2 separate regions of the Mus musculus genome follow, and region 1 is linked to region 2. A link is a contact called in public Hi-C data. All regions are on one chromosome and are shown on one strand. The core of a region is the stretch at or near the end of the contact, and the rest is flanking DNA. Distances in the headings are between cores, read along the strand shown.

Region 1 (3,016 bases), core at 74-2,573, 150 kb after region 2:
CACAATCACCAAAAAGCACTAAAGCACCAGGCAACAAAAGTCAACAATACAACACTCGAGACTTTTTTTTTTTTTTTTTTTGGTATAGTATCTCCTTTGAAGTGTGTGGCCCTATAACATTAAAAATCCATTGTTAATTAGAGTGTGATAGCATTTTGCTTCTGTTTTCCCATAAACTGCTTCTACCAACAAACAGAGACACGGAGGGTGAAGCGGTTCTTTCAAGGCCACACAAAAAGCTAAGCACTTCCTGCCACTCAAATCGTCACAGTAAAGGTAAAAACTAGACACAGCCCCAGCGTCTCTCTATATTTCTACCTGATATCCTGTGCTCACCACCATCATACTTACTATAAAGTTCTTAAAATATATGAAAGAGTGGAGGCTTGTGATGCAGCACTTGGCAGAGTGCTGGCTGCACATTTTCCCCAGTCGCACATAAACCAGATATATACATAATCCTTGCCTGCAATCTGAGCACCTGGGAGATGGAGGCAGGAGGAGGGGAAGTTCTACATTTTCAGCTATGTATTAAGTTCAAGGCCAGCCTGGGCTACATGAGTCCCTGTCACAAAAAAAGAAAAGAAACAAGAAATAGAAAGAGCAGAGGAAAGTAAAAGGACCAAAGAAGAACGGATGAAAACATACCTAAGTAAAGACTGTGCCAGAACCTGAGCTCAGATCCCTAGCAGACTTTTAACCCCAGCTCTCAGCCCTCACCTGCAATCCCAGCACGCGCAGAGATCGCAGAGATCAGGAGGGTCCTTGAAACCTGCTGGGCAGACTGTTTAGAGGAATTTGTGAGCCCCAGGGTCAGTGAGAGTGCGTGCCCAAAAAAGTAACATGAAGGACAAACCAGGAACACAGCCAATGTTACCCTCTGGGTTCTACACATACAGGCATGTACACATGTGCAGGTGCACTTTACACACACGAGTACACGATTGAACACACATACACACAGCCTCCAATTTGGTGCACATATGCATGTACAATATCAGAAAGCTAGGCACTTCCTGCCACTTAAATAATTTACCAACCGGTGTATTATCAACAATCTTTTGTCCTAAAAACTAGTCAGTCTTAAAAAAAAAACAAAAAACAAAAAAACAAAAAAAGAATGCTAAGAATGGTCAATTGTCGGTCCGTCCCTCATCACCCACCAGATCCCCATTGTTACATGAGTACAATTGGCATTCTCATTAGGGACTCACAGGGACATCACCTGCTCAGCTGTATTTCTGCACGCCCAGCTCTGAGCGCGTGGTCCTCTTGGCTCTGAGGTCAGAGTGCTTGCAAGGCTGCACCAGACTCCCCGCTGGTTTTATTTACAACCTCATCAGTTCCCACACAGCTCCAGATGGGTCCTCGGGCCTTTGTCTATCACAGTTTCCTTTCTGGAATTTGTGAGGAATGACCTAGATTTTTTTTTTAAGTGCCTACAATCTCCTTTGAAATAGCAATGACTTCAAAGGGAGACTCTATCTAGGAGAATACAAACAGTATTTCAGCTGGGAGCCATTCCGAGATTTTTATAACTTGCCATTTAATAGGATTTTTTTTTCCTTCTGCATTGGCAAAGGGAAGGCATTTTGCCATAGCAGAGTACTTCATTGGATCAGAGTCCAGCATCACATAGCCAAGAAGGCAAAAATAATCTTATCATCCATCTTGCTGAGTAGATGAGCCACGAGCTTTACAAATACAACTCATGAGAACTAAGCAGCCTGTGATTGAAGATAAGACCTCTGAATGGAATTGCAAACACCGCTGGGGTTTCTGAGCCCCTGGTCAAATACCTACTGCCATCACTCCCCCCACCCCCATGTACTAATCTTAGAGCAAAGACCCCGTTTCTAAATTTCTTCTGCAAGTATGACCTTTTTAAAAAAAAAAAAAAAAGCAATCTCTGGAAATTTCTTATCAGGGTCAAGTTGTTTCGGGGACATTTTCTAACCAACAGTACAATATACCCTTAAAACATCACATTTATAGACTATCACTTTTTAATCTTATCTACACAACGGTGCTGGGAATGAGCTCTTGAATTCATTACACTCCTCAAATTAAATTCGAATTGATGAATTTCTCATGCATGCTGAACGAAACAATTAGTTCCATAATGGTTATTTATTAAGTCTTTGCATTGCGCCCGCTGGAAACCACAGCCGGCAAGGCTGAGCGGATACAAAGGATTTTTTTAAATGAAAGCTTAGGATGGAAAGACACTGAGCAGGAAAAAAAGCTCAATGGAAATTTAAGCTTGTTGTTTGTGTACAAAACTATATTAGGATAAAAATTTGATCTTCAGTAATGGGTACCTTCACATTGTATTTAGTATTTTGCATAAATTTTAATACTCCCAGCAGGTCCACCACAGCACAGAACAATCCCCAGTATTTGACTCTGTGCCTGGGTCTGCTACAACAGACTCTTTCCAGCCTTCTCCTCTGCTTGGCATCAGCTCATCGGCTCCCTGCTGGCTTGGTTTGGGCTCAGCCTGGAGGACACACTTTCCTTCTGCAGTTCAATATCTGTAGGTAGCTGACCTAGACCTATGACAATTTGACGTCCATCCTTCTCTTAGGTCTGTAGCCTCTACCGTGTTCTCTCTGTGAACGCTATCCTACAAGATGGACCTATCATTATAGAGCAGGTAAACTGGAAAAGATAGAAGCAAGCACTTGAATTACAGAAACAGCACCAGAAATTGCTAGTGTGTGTTCCTCTTCTGTTCTATTGTCTACCCCACCTATTCTGTAGAGTCTGGAGAGCACCTTGGACAGCAGTGCTTTCAATTTTGAATGAGTAGGCTGATTAATTATATAGTAAGCCAAAGTAAATAAATAAATAAATAAACATCAAATCGCAGAGAGAAATGGCAGACAGATAGCAAACTGTCACCAAACAAGGTGCTCAAAATATCCCGTCCAGACTGCTGGACTAACCCTATTGAGAGAGCAAATGAAAGAGTGTCTAGTAGAGCCAAGGAACACATAAAAACCCAGAAGATACC
Region 2 (3,386 bases), core at 388-2,887:
GGGTGTTCAAAGCCATACTCATTTTCTTGTGTTCATTTCAGCTCTGCGGAGGGTGCAATATCGTACTGTAACTTGTCGTATTAGGCAGAATTGTCTTGTTGTGTGTATGTGTCTGTGTAGAGGTGTTTTGCTGTATGGACGTCTGTGTACCGCTTGCATGCCTAGTGCCCTTGAAGGCCAGAAGAGAGCATTGGAGCCTCTGGAACTGGAGCTACAGTTGTAAGCTGAATGAAAGCACCGGGAATCATCCTCTGAAGGAGCAGCCAGTGCTCTGTAGCTGCAGAAGCAGTTTTTAATAAGCTATCCAGAGAATCTCCACCTCTTTTTGTTTTTTTGTTTGTTTGATTTATTTTTATGTGATCATTAGAGGTTCCATACATTTAGCTAACAATACTGTTCAGAAAAGTGGACCACACAGAGTCCTAATAGAGCAACCCTGTATTTAAGGTGTATTTGGGGGTCTGGAGAGATGGCTCAGTGGTTAAGAGCACAAATTGCTCCTCCAAAGGTCTTGAGTTCAACTCTGGGAATCCACAAGTCAGCACTTAACTGTCTGACACTATCTTCTGGTGTGCAGATGTACATACAAAGTACCCATATACGTAAAATACATAAATAAATCTTAAGGCTGCTCTCAAACTACATATTATGACTGTTTGGAAAATATGAATTTGACTACAGAAAAACTATTTTCTGTCCATTTTGAAACTATGTGTCTTTAACACTTCTGCAAGCAATCAAATCCAATTATATATATGTATATATATATATATATATATATATATATATATATGGCCTTGAACTCAGAAATCCGCCTGCCTCTGCCTCCCAAGTGCTGAGATTAAAGGCATGCACCACCACCGCCCGGCCAAATTCAATAATATTATTTTCTCAGAACGGATCTTTTTTTTTTTTAAGATTTATTTATTTATTTATTTATTTATTTATTAATTATATGTAAGTACACTATAGCTGTCTTCAGACACTCCAGAAGAGGGAGTCAGATCTTGTTAGAGATGGTTGTACGCCACCATGTGGTTGCTGGGATTTGAACTCAGGACCTTCAGAAGAGCAGTCAGTGCTCTTACCCGCTGAGCCATCTCTCCAGCTTCCCAGAACAGATTTTATAGTGTATTCTTTGTTAATTAAAAGCAGAATTCTAAACAGCAAGGAACAACTCACAGTCATTATTTTTTAACTATCTCCTTTCTCAGAGCTTCCTAAATAGAGCTGATAAACCAGTTTGTAGTCCTCTGAACTTAAAATTCTGCAGAAAATTCTGCTTCATCTACAAGGTGCCAAAAGCAGGAGCTTCATCAAGTGCAGGACTGGTCACCTTTGTTTCCGTACTGTGCTGATTCACAAGTCAAGTCCCCACTTCCTATTCACTCTCTCTCTGGACACCACGATACTGTCCTCTGGGATCCAATCCAGGCCTTGTGAGCACTGGGCAAGCACACCTCTGCTAACCTTTGTGCCTAACTCAGCCTTGAGCCTTTGCAAAGCTTGTAGAAAGCGTTCCTGATGAGAAAGATTGCTGACACAACCAGGAGGGATGCTACCGTCGACAGGGGCTCCTCTTGCTGTGTTAAATAATTTCCCATATCTTTGCCGTCCAGATCTGCCTTCTGCTGTGCAATTTCCATCACAATATAGCAGATTGGAGGTAATATTGGGTTTGCAGAGCACAGCGGGCTTGAGAACTACTGCAGTAGCAAAAAATCTCTGCTTCAGAAACCCCCTTCTGACCCTTTCGTTTTTCCTTTTAAACAAAACAAATATTACTGAACCTTATAGGGCCCCAAGCACTGCACAAGGTTCTTCTGTATGTTGCTAATTTAGTTCACACTTGGAACCTGCAAAGATCCAAAAACCACAACAGAACGAACTGTTCTGATACCATCAGAGACGGTAATTACTAGCTCAATCATTTCCATCTCTTAGGACAGTGACTACATGTTCCACTGAGCACCAAGTCTTGATTTAAAGCTATCCCCATCCACATCCAGGTTATAGTAGGATGGCATGGGTAATTTATCTATTTTTGCCTTGGTCGGGTCCAGACCAAATAAAAGCACAAATTAGTGATTTGAGGACACTGAACTGAAAGGGATGCTGTACAAAGGTGGGGACAGGGAGTTGAGAATCAATACAAATGGAGCAGCAGACAAAAGAAGGCAATGGTGCGTGGGAGGAGAGAGCTGTCATCTGTTCAGGACAAGCAGCAGGGTTGTGCTTAGCAGAGTTTCTCAGGCTGCTGTGCAGAGAGGGTCTCGGGACGGAAGATGACTTCTGTGGCAGGTGGATGAAGGCGATCTGCTGTGGACGGGCAAGACAATGACGAGTTGTCGGGTTGTGATGGTTCATATCCACAGTCAACTTGCTACGTCTAGAATCTGCTGTGACACCCACCTCAGGGCTGTCTCAGATGGTCTATTTTTTTTTTTTATACTGGTTTACAGGTTTTACTGAAGAGGGAAGGCTCACCCTGAACGTGGGTGGCATCGTGCTGATATCCTCACTGAATCAACAGGGATGGGGAGAAAATGTACTGAGCCCTCATCCTTCTCTGCTTCCTGACTGTGTGGAATGTGACAGCCACTTCATATCCCTGACAGCTTGCCGTGATGGACTACATGGCTGCAAAATGTGGGCCACAATGAATGCTGCCTTACTCTCTGTGTGTGTGTTCTAATTTTTTATTTATTTACACTCCAGTCATTGCCTCCCCTCCTAGTCCCCCTTACACAGTTCCTCATCTCATTCCTCCTCTCCCTTGCCTCTGAGAAGTTACTTTCTCTCCCACCAAGCCTCTCCCTTCCCTGGCGCCACAAGTCTCTCTTCTCCCACTGAGGCCAGACCAGGCAGTCCTCTGCTATATATGTGCCAGGGGCCTCTGACCAGCTTGTGTATGTTCCTGGTTGGTAGTTCAGTCTCTGGAAGCTCCCTGGGGTCTGGGATGGTTGAGATTGCTGGTGTTCCTATGGGGTCACCCTCCCCTTCAGCTTCTTTAACCCTTCTCCTAATTCAACCATGTGGTCCCCGACTTCAGTTCCATGATTGGGTGTAAGTATCTGCATCTTTCTCAGTCAGCTGGTGGTAGGGCCTCTCAGACGACAGCCACACTAGGTTCCTGTCTGTAAGCACATCATAGCTTCAGTAATAGTGTCAGGCCTTAGTGTCCCTCATGAGATGGACCCCAAGTTGGGCCTGCCACTGAACAGCCTTTTCTTCAGTCTCTTCTCCATTTTTGTCCCTGCCTGTGTTCTTTTAGACAGGAGCAATTCTGGATCAGAAATTTTGACTGTTGGTTGATAGCGCCATTCCTCTACTTGAGGCCCTGTCTATCTACTAGAGTTGGGCTCTTTGAGTTCCCTCTCTCCATC

Evidence for each region. Hi-C and Micro-C count contacts between places; a contact is called where the count stands out from the background.
Region 1: a Hi-C map of cerebellar granule neurons shows a contact between it and region 2, with 1.7 times the contacts expected there. The contact joins two enhancer-like sites. A contact is called at or near these places in 12 of 484 Hi-C or Micro-C datasets (the C2C12 cell line, the G1E-ER4 cell line, the HPC-7 cell line and 6 more), 6 of 115 datasets of contacts at active chromatin or transcription factors (DN3 thymocytes, the HPC-7 cell line, the SCID.adh cell line and 3 more) and 1 of 9 other capture datasets (embryonic stem cells).

Annotation. Positions count from the first base shown.
Region 1 is chr10:25,110,523-25,113,538 of GRCm38.p6, forward strand. The region is part of intron 1 of Gm51762 (a long non-coding RNA gene); the gene reads left to right. Among named protein-coding and RNA genes, the nearest start is that of Gm51762, 24 kb to the left of the region's middle. Within about 2 kb of position 1,324, at least 54 of the 459 cell types and tissues checked have an H3K27ac peak or open chromatin away from gene starts, as enhancers often do. A contact at or near this core is called in the SCID.adh cell line and cerebellar granule neurons, where this site is marked.
Region 2 is chr10:24,963,839-24,967,224 of GRCm38.p6, forward strand. No RefSeq gene overlaps it. Among named protein-coding and RNA genes, the nearest start is that of Gm36228, 5.6 kb to the left of the region's middle. Within about 2 kb of position 1,638, at least 11 of the 459 cell types and tissues checked have an H3K27ac peak or open chromatin away from gene starts, as enhancers often do. A contact at or near this core is called in the SCID.adh cell line and cerebellar granule neurons, where this site is marked.